Linked DNA regions of Hordeum vulgare: region 1 is linked to region 2. A link is a contact called in public Hi-C data. All regions are on one chromosome and are shown on one strand. Each heading gives the region's core, a stretch centred on a gene start, on an enhancer-like site or on the middle of the called end of the contact. The rest is flanking DNA. Distances are from core to core; before and after follow the strand shown. Region 1 holds the start of LOC123439983 (GDSL esterase/lipase At1g28600-like). Region 2 holds the start of LOC123443899 (MYB-like transcription factor TCL2).

The links. A called contact is a pair of places that touch in the nucleus more often than the background predicts.
Region 1: a contact with region 2 is called in a Hi-C map of seedling, with 4 times the contacts expected there. The contact joins the promoter of LOC123439983 here to the promoter of LOC123443899 in region 2. A contact is called at or near these places in 2 of 6 Hi-C or Micro-C datasets (leaf and seedling).

Annotation. Positions count from the first base shown.
Region 1 is chr3H:374,731,087-374,736,525 of MorexV3_pseudomolecules_assembly, forward strand. It overlaps LOC123439983 (GDSL esterase/lipase At1g28600-like), which reads right to left and starts at 3,223. Exons shown (of 5, transcript XM_045116579.1): 1 at 2,852-3,223; 2 at 2,542-2,754; 3 at 2,233-2,384; 4 at 1,870-2,143; 5 at 1,394-1,750. The coding sequence starts at 3,116. The coding sequence ends at 1,545.
Region 2 is chr3H:374,389,230-374,394,417 of MorexV3_pseudomolecules_assembly, forward strand. It overlaps LOC123443899 (MYB-like transcription factor TCL2), which reads right to left and starts at 3,462. Exons shown (of 3, transcript XM_045120449.1): 1 at 3,175-3,462; 2 at 2,230-2,314; 3 at 1,734-2,059. The coding sequence starts at 3,232. The coding sequence ends at 1,975.

The DNA.
Region 1 (5,439 bases), core at 1,973-4,472, 340 kb after region 2:
ACGGCGGCGGTGGCTGATTAGGAGCGCGGCGGTGATGCTCGAAGTAGGCGAGGAAGAACACGATAGTGTGACGAAGACCGACGCAGACGATGGCGCTCCCGCGCTGAGGGAGACAATGCGACGCATACCAGAGGAAGTCGTGCCGCGAAGATTGCGGAGTGGTCCGCGCACCACGACGCTACGACCCGAAGGGGCAACGAAGCGACAACGCGTGGTTCGGAGCAACCGGAGAAAGACCTCGGGGGCAGCGGCATAGACCGCGTGCCGCGACACGATGGCCCGACGGGGCGGCGTAGCGGCGGTGTGAAGGTCGATGCAACCTCGGCGACGGCCTCGGGCGGCGGCGGCGACCACGTGTCGTGGCACTACAGTTCGAAGGGGCGGTGTAGGTAGGTGGCAGCTCGCAGGTCGCGGGGCGACGCAGTGGCAGCATGTTGCTCGATCGATGGATGGGCGCGCTTTACTCGAGACTGTCTTAATGGGACCTGCGGGGGCACGCGCAACCGACGGGCGAAATTGGTCGCATGACATATATGAGGTGGATCGCGGACGAGCGGATGATCAATCCGATCGCGCACGAGGTGGGGACGTCGCTCGGTGAAGGCGGGCTGGCGGTGTCCAAGATGGAGCCGGCAACCGGCTTTACTCGGTCGACGAGGTAGCTGGCCTGACGATGGGGCCGGCCTTAGTCAGCCTCACGCGGTCACAGCTAGGGCCTGCAGCCGGCCTGATGTGGTCGACAACGCAACTGGTGCGAGGAAGCCGGCGAGGCCGATAGAACCGCCAGCCACCAGTCGGCCTGAGGCAAGCGGCGAGGCCGACGCGGCCTGAGCCGGCAGCCGGTCCGAGGCAGCTGACGCGGTCAGAGCTGGGAGCCAGCCCAATACAGCCGGGCCAAGGTAGTCGGTGCGTGACCGTACGAGGCGACGGTGGAGGCGGATGGTGATGAAGTAGTCCCGATCGGAGAAGTATCGCAACGGCCGGTGCAGGGCGACATGCGAGCAAACGCGCAATCGACGACCGTGAGGGGCCGCCGCGTCGCGCAAGGCCACCGGGTCGGTGAAGAGGTGTGTCGCGCTGATGTTGGAGTAGAGACATGGTGGTCGATGGCGGCAGTGAGCGACACAAACCGATCTTGGATTGGAAAACCAAAAAATTAAGACGACGATCAAAGGGACCGACGGAAGAGAGAAATCCGGATCAAGAAATCGGTAAAAGACTCTCTAGGACAGCAAGTCAACAAGGCCAGCGGAGGAACCCTGGGTATGGGCGGCATGGCCCCCGGCGGTGGTCATGGAGGCCGACCACCCCGGAGGCGGGGCGCGGGGCGGAAGCGGGCGACGCCTAGGTCTAGAAACTTACCACAAATACCATGTTAAAAGAGGGAGAGGGATTGATGGAATAGTTGTTGTATTGCTTGAGCCTCATGAACATATATGTAGAAGTACAATGATCAACTAGAATTATAAGACAGCGTAGGACAAGTCCTAATCTATCTTATATTTTCTAATAATCAATATACTCAAGACAGGAAATTAAGAACTCTAGCAAGAATGCAACAGCGGCGGGTTGGCGTACGGCCCATGCAACACCCCATCAGCGATAATGTTGTAGGCCTTCTCAGTCATGTGGATGCCGTCCCAATTAGCGGCATTAGCTGGGGAACCCATAATAGCGGAGTTCTTGTCGCATGTCCCAACGTGGTACCGGCCACCGCCGCCGCAGCATGCCACAAGAGGATCGCGGATACCTGCATGCCCAAACGCAACACGATCGAGCAATGAGCGCGGTGCATGGACCAAATCATATGTAGTATATATAGTCCGCTTTAATTAGGAGAAGAAATGCAATCGAGCATCGGTTACTGACCAAATCTGTGTGGGTTCTTGAAGATTTCCATGGCGGCGCCGAAGTAGTCAGCGTAGATGAGCTTCACCCATGGATGATGCGCCCTGAGCCTGTTGACCTCATTGGACAGCGCCATGTTGTGCCTCATAGAGAAGTCGTTGTACCACCTGAGGCAGCCGAACTGGTCATAGTCCGCACGGTTGCCCGTGTGGAGATCGTTCAGGTACTTGGGCACACACCCGATGGGGAAGTTCCCTGGGATCATGATCGTCCTCGCGCCGAGATCGATGAGCTCCTGCATGTATACGATGACAAATGAAACCACCTACGAATACGATACATGGATGATTTGTTTGTACAAACTAATTGATGGCGTGTAAGCACCTGCGCAATACTGATGATGCGGTTGACAACGTCTGGGATGAATTGGTAGGCTGTTTCACGAGTATGATTTCTACCGAGGAGCAAGAAGTTGTAGTCGTTGCCACCGATCTCGCCCAATATGATGAGAGACTCTCCCAGGAGTCTCCTGGCACCTGGTAGACCATCGTAGCCCAATTAATAAAGCAGTTTTAGCATGCATGCTGGACACGTGGTTAAATTAATTGATAAGATTTTAGGTAGCCAATTAACTAAAACTAATAGTGTGGGTTTAGTGTGAATGATGCATGGACGTGTGGTTAAGTTAATTACCGGGCCCTGGTGCTATCCGTTGCACTACTTCTTTGAACCAGCCCATCTGCACGCCGAGGTTGGCAGACCCTGGAATATCAATGTTCCATCTTTTGAAGTACTCTGGGGGAAGCGCCGTGGCAGCAAACACGGCAAAGTTGGCACCGAATGTGCATTGCCCCGATCTTTGCTCGGGCAAGCTTGGCTGTACCAGCGGCAGACCCAGCGCTTGAGCTGCAATACGTATGCACACGGTTGTTAATAGTCACGACCACACACTATTGTGAACACACAGGGGTAGCTAGATCCAAGTGCTGTGAAGTGCACTCACCGTAGAAATCAAGGAGGACACGCCCGTCACAGACGCGGCCTGTGGGGTGGTGGAAGAAGGTCATCCCATATGGGAACTCCTTCAAGGCGTTTGGAGCGCTGCCGGTCGAATACACGAAGTTGCCGGTGTCGATGATGGAATCGCCGAAGGCAAAGATGCGCTTGTAGCAACGAGCAGATGACCCGCGAGCGCTGAGCAGCAGGACGACCGCGACGACGAGGATGCAGCAGGAAATGGAACGGTGTCCTTGACGCTCCGGGGCCATCGTAACACTGCTGTTGCTACAACGTTTGCAGCCTGAGACGGTGACTGGTTTGTGATCCAAAGGAGTTCATCTGGCCTTCTTTTTATAGCATCTTCAGGCCGAATTCTACTAGTAGGGGTATAGAAGGCAGAATGGCAATGAGTATAGTGACATCGTGAAGATACATTTCTTGCAACTTTTTTTATGTATGTAAAGGATAGGTTTTTTTTTATTTACTCGGGTGATCTAAAGGATAGATTTATATCCTCTCTATATAATTTTTTATTTTTTGCACATGATCTAAAGGAGAGAGTTATATCCTCTATATATAAAGTTTTTTGTTTTGCAGGTGATCTAAATTCTAAAGGATAGATTTATATCCTTTGTATATAAAGTTTTAGGTTTTTCGTGTGACCTAAAGGATAGATTTGTATCCTCTGTATATGAAGTTTTATTTTTTGCGGGTGATCTAATGGATAGATTTATATGCTCTATATTTAAAGTTTGATGAATTAAGCTGCTAAGCTCCCAAGGCAACAGGCCGAGGGCAGGGGAGGGAGAGGCGGAGAGGGACGGGCGAATGGGAGGGGAAGGACTGAGGGAGATTGGGAGGGCCAGCGCCGGGGCAGGACCTGCAATCGCTTGCCGTCGTCTCTTGCAGCAGTTTGGCTAGGTTTGGGAATAGTGATTCATTTGGAATCGGAGGAGGGAGAGGTACGAGACGAGGTGCTCAGCTGTCGGCTGCTCCAGCGTCTAACCAGACACACCCAGTCGGTCCAGGCTGGACTGAGTACGTGGCCCAAATGTAAACCGTATAACATACGTGTAGTAACAGTAAAAAAACATATGTGTAGTAATCTTTTGGGGCCAAATTATTTGTATTACAGTGAAATCCAAGGAATAAAAATAAAATTGATTCAAAGATTCCAAGGAATTCCAAGGAATAAAAATAAATTTGATCGAAAGACTATTTCATACACGGCCTATTCTTTCCTCGGACGAAATGAAGATGTGAAGCTGAAATAGGTCATGTCAAACATTGTTAGGGTACGTCCGAATTTCATGGTCTAAAAATAAATACTTAGCGTAACCTTATTTAATTTTCGTCCGGTGCAACGCACGGGCATTTGTACTATAATAATATGTTAAAAAAATAACAGATTGTTTCTGGTCAACCGTACCGGAAATTTTCCTTAAAATTGCAAAATATTACCCACCAATGTCACCTATAAGTAATACAAAACGTTTCACAAAAATAAATTACGGACTGGGCCGGCCTAGTAGGAACCTCCTATACTGCGCTCTGCGCGCCAGGACACAATACAGCGTGCGTGGGCAGGCCCATAGACCGGCAACCTGCTTGAAATTTCGTTTTTAATTTATTTTTTCTTTTCCGTCATATATTCTGTACTTTAAATAATTTTGGAATTCAAAAAACAAGGAAAATAAAAAATGATAGTTATAAAAAAATGTTTATTAATTCTTAAATCATTGTAGATTCGGAAAATATTTGGGATTTAAATAAAACACTTGAAAATTTAGAACAATTATTCGGGAAATAAAAACGTCCATGATTTTTTATAATATAGATTTTTTAAAATGTACATGAAATAGAACAATAATTCGTAAATTCAAAAAATGTTCATAAATAAAAAACATTATACAAACTTGAAAACTGTTCATAATTAAAAATTATTTTATTTAGTAATAAAATATTTGTTGAATCAAAATGGATAATGCATTTCAAAAAATGTTCATCAATTGCGAAAATCGTTCCATAATATCCTTTTTCCGTCAATTCTAGAAATGTTCGTCGAATCAAGAAAAATATTTTTAAGAATGCGCTAGAAGAGGACACTCAGCGCCCTTTTGGGCCCACCCGTATTTGGGCGATCTTCAGTTCTGTTTTTCTTTTCCTTCATTTTGATTTATACTTTATTTAAGTTTGGACTTCATAACAAAATTGAAAACTCAAAAATGAAAATTTGAAAATGAAATGTATAATAATTCGTAAATAATTGTAGATTTATAAATTATTTTTGATTTCTAAAAAAAAAATCATAAATTAATGTATGTACCATGGCACATACATTAATTTTAAAAGATATATTTTCATATACCTATTATAGTGTCATAATATTGCTAAGAAAAAAAATCCTTCATATATTAGTTGGTTCACTCCAGAAACTGTCAACTAGGTCCACTTGTTGTACTTTGTGAAGGCCCTTTGAACATTTCAAATTAACAAGCTAAAATCCTTTTCCCACACCTCTATGAATTGACCGCACTAGCCAATAGATGTGCATCCAATAAAATTCGGGCACAATATTATTAATATCTACTC
Region 2 (5,188 bases), core at 2,212-4,711:
CCGATTCTACTTTGGCGATTCCTCCTTCCATTGTTCCATCTTTTCCACAGTGTTACACTCGTCGTTCACGTTCTGTGGATGTGTCGTCATCCTCGTCTCAGCCTACTTATGGCTTGCGTTCTCGTCCTCGTCCGCCTGTTGATCGCTTAGGATTTTCCACCGCTGGAGCTGCTGTTCTTGAGCCGACTACTTATCATCAGGCTGTTGTTCATCCTGAATGGCAGTTTGCGATGGCTGAGGAGATTGCTCCTCTTGAACGCACAGGTACGTGGGATCTTGTTTCCCTTCCTCCTGGAGTCCGTCCCATCACTTGTAAGTGGGTCTACAAGGTAAAGACTCGCTTCGATGGTTCTCTTGAGCGTCACAAAGTTCGTCTTGTTGCTCGTGGTTTTCAGCAGGAGCATGGTCGTGATTATGACGAGACTTTTGCTCATGTGGCTCATATGACCACTGTTCGTACACTTCTTGCCGTGGCCTCTACACGCCACTGGTCTATCTCTCAGCTTGATGTTAAGAATGCTTTTCTTAATGGTGAGCTGCGTGAGGAGGTGTACATGCAGCCTCCACTTGGGTATTCTGTTCCTGATGGCAATGGTATGTCGTCTTCGTCGCTCTCTCTATGGCCTTAAGCAAGCCCCCCGTGCCTGGTTTGAGCGTTTTGCCTCTGTGGTGACTGCTGTTGGTTTTTCACCCAGTGTTCATGATCCTGCATTGTTTATTCACCTTTCTCCTCGTGGTCGGACTCTTCTTCTTTTCTATGTTGATGACATGACCATCACTGGGGATGACCCTGAGTATATTGCCTTTGTCAAGGCTCGTCTTAGTGAGCAGTTCCTTATGTCTGATCTAGGACCTCTTCGCTACTTTCTTGGGATTGAAGTCTCTTCTACCTCTGATGGCTTTTTTATATCCCAGGAAAAGTATATCCAGGATCTTCTTGCTCGTGCTGCTCTTACTGATGAGCGCATTGTTGAGACTCCTATGGAGCTCAATGTTCACCTCTCTGCTACTGATGGTGATCCCCTGCTTGACCCGACGCGCTATCGTCATCTTGTTGGCAGTCTTGTTTATCTAGCTGTCACTCGTCCGGATATTTCTTATCCGGTTCATATTCTGAGTCAGTTTGTCTCTACTCCCACATCGGTTCACTATAGTCATCTCCTCCGTGTTCTCTGATATCTTCGGGGCACGATCTCTCACCGTTTATACTTTCCTCGCTCCAGTTCTTTACAGCTTCAGGCCTATTCGGATGCTACGTGGGCTAGTGATCCTTCAGATCGCCGTTCACTTTCTGCTTACTGTGTTTTTCTTGGTGGTTCTCTCATTGCCTGGAAGACGAAGAAACAGATTGCAGTTTCTCGTTCGAGTGCAGAGGCTGAGTTGCGAGCGATGGCTCTTTTGACGGCAGAAGTGACTTGGTTACGGTGGTTACTTTAGGATTTTGCTGTTTCTGTCACTACACCGACTCTGCTCTTATCTGACAGTACAGGTGCTATTAGCATTGCGCGCGATCCTGTGAAGCATGAGCTCACCAAGCATATTGGTGTTGATGCTTTCTATGTGCGCGCTGCTGTGCAGGATCATGTAGTTGCTCTTCAGTATGTGCCTTCGGAGTTACAGTTGGCGGATTTCCTGACGAAGGCCCAGACTAGAGCACAACATGGCTTTTATCTCTCCAAACTCAGTGTTGTTCATCCACCATGAGTTTGAGGGGGGGTGTTAGAGTTATAATATAAGTCATGTACCCTTTTGTATTTATCCCAATATATAAGGTGTTTTCCTGCATATAGCCCATCACCTGTACATGTATATATATCGGCCTATGGCCTCATGGGAATACAAGTTGCTTATTCCTAACAGCTTTTAGCATGGGTGAGAAGATAGGACGAGTAAGATCAACACAGGTTTTTGATGGACAGGAAAAAGCACCCTATATGTCAATCTAGTTTTACTGGATGCATCCTGCTTTCCCTTTCATTGGTCCTGGTGCTTTTTTGCCCAGAACATCTCTACTTCTTCTGCTGTTCTTCCGGGGATTCTTCCAGCTATAAGTTCCCACCTGCACAAGCCCATAATATGAGAAGCGCGATTAGGGAATCACAGATAATATTACTTGCTTGGAACTGATAGATTTATGGATTTCACGAGTCTGTCAAATGATCTTCATTCACTCAAAACACATTTCACATGTATATGTAGGTATATATCAGTATAAGGGCAGTAGGAAACCTGTTCCCGACAAGTCTGTGCATTCTGAAAACAAGATCTTCCTCTGCCTCCGTGAAATCAACAAAATGCTTTGCGTTGCTATTAACTTCTGCCAACATTACATAAATATTAGAAACTTAAAAATATGGTCATAAAATTAAGAAACAAACTCTAGTAGCAACCATATATGAATATTTAACAAATGACATGTGTGTTCACCACTGGAATTCAAAATGTTCCTTGGAGGAGTTTACTCGTATGCTGGAAGAGACCAAAGATGTACTCTGGCCTCCGCTGGCTTCAAGGTTAACTCTTGTCTAGTACTACCTCCGATCCATAGTAAGTGTCGCAGTTTTGAACTAACCCCGGTTCAAAACTGTGACACTTATTTTGGATCGGAGGGAGTAACAAATATCCTGTTTATTACTTCTACGATTTCTTTATAATTTCTGTAGTTACAAGTGCATTGCTTCCTTGCTGATCTACTCTGAAACTGGTACAACCTTCCCTCGGTTTTGCTTTGTTCTCTTGAATATGTATGTTTCTTCATCCTTCTTTAGTTCACTAAAAATCATATTAAGAAAACGTGCACTGTTTCTTCATCCTTCTTTAGTTCACTAAAAATCATATTAAGAAAACATGCACTGTTTCTTCATCCTTCTTTAGTTCTCCTTTATTTTTTACCAAAATGGCAGTAAATAAAAGGTACTGCCTGCAGTTCCTATATCCATCTGGTAAGGCATGAAAGTTCAGTAATGTTCGATGGAATCGGGCTAACTTGCTCACATTAGATAGAACAGTAGTGTGTCTATCTAACAGTGGCTAAGATGGTCCAACTCCATCGAAAAGAACTTCAATTTTGTGCCTCCATGTACATATCTAGTGAAACAGAGGGAGAGTATAATTTGGAGAAGAGAGTGAAGAGGATTGAAAGGAACAAGCAAGCGAAACAGGATGGTGGCGAACCTTTTCTTTCACGGCCACTCATGATCTTGGAGTTCTTGCCCAAGCTTTTGCTGCTCATATGCTTGCTCAAATGGTGAGGTTAGCTTGTGAGTGTAGCGGCGGTTGTGGGTGGGGGGTTACAGTATGAGGCGCCGCACCTTAGTTCTGCCCACAAAAACACATGAGAAAACCCCTGGTTTTAAAGACACGGAGTTGGTGGTCAGTATTGACTAGGTCAGTGGCTGTTGCCTTCTGGCCTTCCCAAATCATCTGCCAGAGAAGACCCTAGCATGATTTGATTTTAGAGAAGTGCATGGTTGATTGAAGCTGAGAAGTCAATTTACTGAATCGAGCTTCTTCACTTCATTTAAAAGCTGAAACTCAATATAAGTAGACGTACTATCCAACCTTTATGACAACTATGCATGCGCCCACCTTGAAAGTCGTTCTTCCACCCATTCAAGCAATCTCCTGATTGATTATCTCATTTCCAATAATCACTATTTTGTCGTTATTTTTGGTACATTGGTTGTTGTGAGGCATCATCGTACTGTTAGCATTGTTGATTGATTGATTCCACCCTGCGGGTCTTGCAGTATACTCTACTTAAAAAGTGTTGTGGTAGCATGGTAGGAGGAAAGATCAATATATTGCTTAGCTCCTTTGGGTTACCATGTTCCGCAGTTCATTTTCTGGAGGTCTTGCAGTATAGTACTTCCTCCGTTTCAAAATAAGTGACTCAACTTTATACTAACATTGTATTAGAATTAATATAAAGTTGAGTCACTTATTTTAAAATAGAGGGAGTACTATTCAATGTGAAAGAGGTCTATTCTGAAAGCATCATTCTTGAGTAGTACTATAATGGTTGGCTGGAATTCATAGGTAATTACTCGATGTCAATACTGCAATTCTCAATCTCATTAAATGTCTTAAAAGTATTTTATTTATGGGGGCCTCATTATCACACTTGTGTCATCATGGCACTTGTATTTACTGCTGATTTCGTCCACATATTTCGTCCACATGGATGAATAAATTGTTTCATAAGGAACGGTTTTGTTACTAAGTCGTCTTTCTTACCCGTTATTATTACTTGCCCTTGCGGCATCCTGATAAACTCGACACAAAAATTCCGCTATACAGAAAATAAACATATTTTGAGTAAACAAAACTGCTCTTTGCGGTGCTAATCAAACTTGAAGCCCATGTTCACGGAGCAATAGATCTGTTGACCTTTCTTGGTATGGCTGGGCCTGGGGACTGAATTATGCAATTATTTTTCCGGGTGATGTGTGACCTATAATAGTAGTATGGATCGATTTAGAATTGGAATGCGTCGCGACCAAAGCAATTTTGTGGTGGCTAGCGAGCACTGTCGAGTATCCATTCATCCCAATCCCAATCCCAATCCCAATCCAAATACCGCTCCCACGCACGGCACGGCTAGAACAGGCAGTCCGATGGTTGGTGGACAGTTAGTCCGTCTTGTTTGCTGCTCAACTGTAGCTGTCTGGGTCGGCCCGGCCCGCGTGGCAACCACGTGATCCGGTCGGGACTTCACGTGATCCGGCGGGGACCTGAAGCTGAAGGTTCACGTTTTTGTGTAGCCAGAAGTTTCTCCAGATAAAGCTGGTCTGTCACCGTTACCTTTCTGTAGCATTGTACGGCCGTTACAAGAGAATCCGATTTCCCCCCTGAAAAAGAAGAATCCGATTTCAAAGGCACTTTTTTTCGAAACGGAGGCAAAAGCGTTGCCTCATCGATTAATTAATTTTTTTTTGCCTAGTTAATTCACGGAAATCCAGATGAAAACCGATACAAACTGATTACAGATGAACAACCCATCAACACTACCACCAAGCAAAGTGATCTCCGACACAAGACATCGGATATCCCAAAAACATAACGACAACCCAATCCAAAAGGACACTCGACCTAAGATCAAGCACTCACATATATCTTCCTTATGGTGTCATTCTTCTTGCCTTTGTCCACCATCTTGCCCCTTATTTTTGTCCCCGTCAGGAGGCAA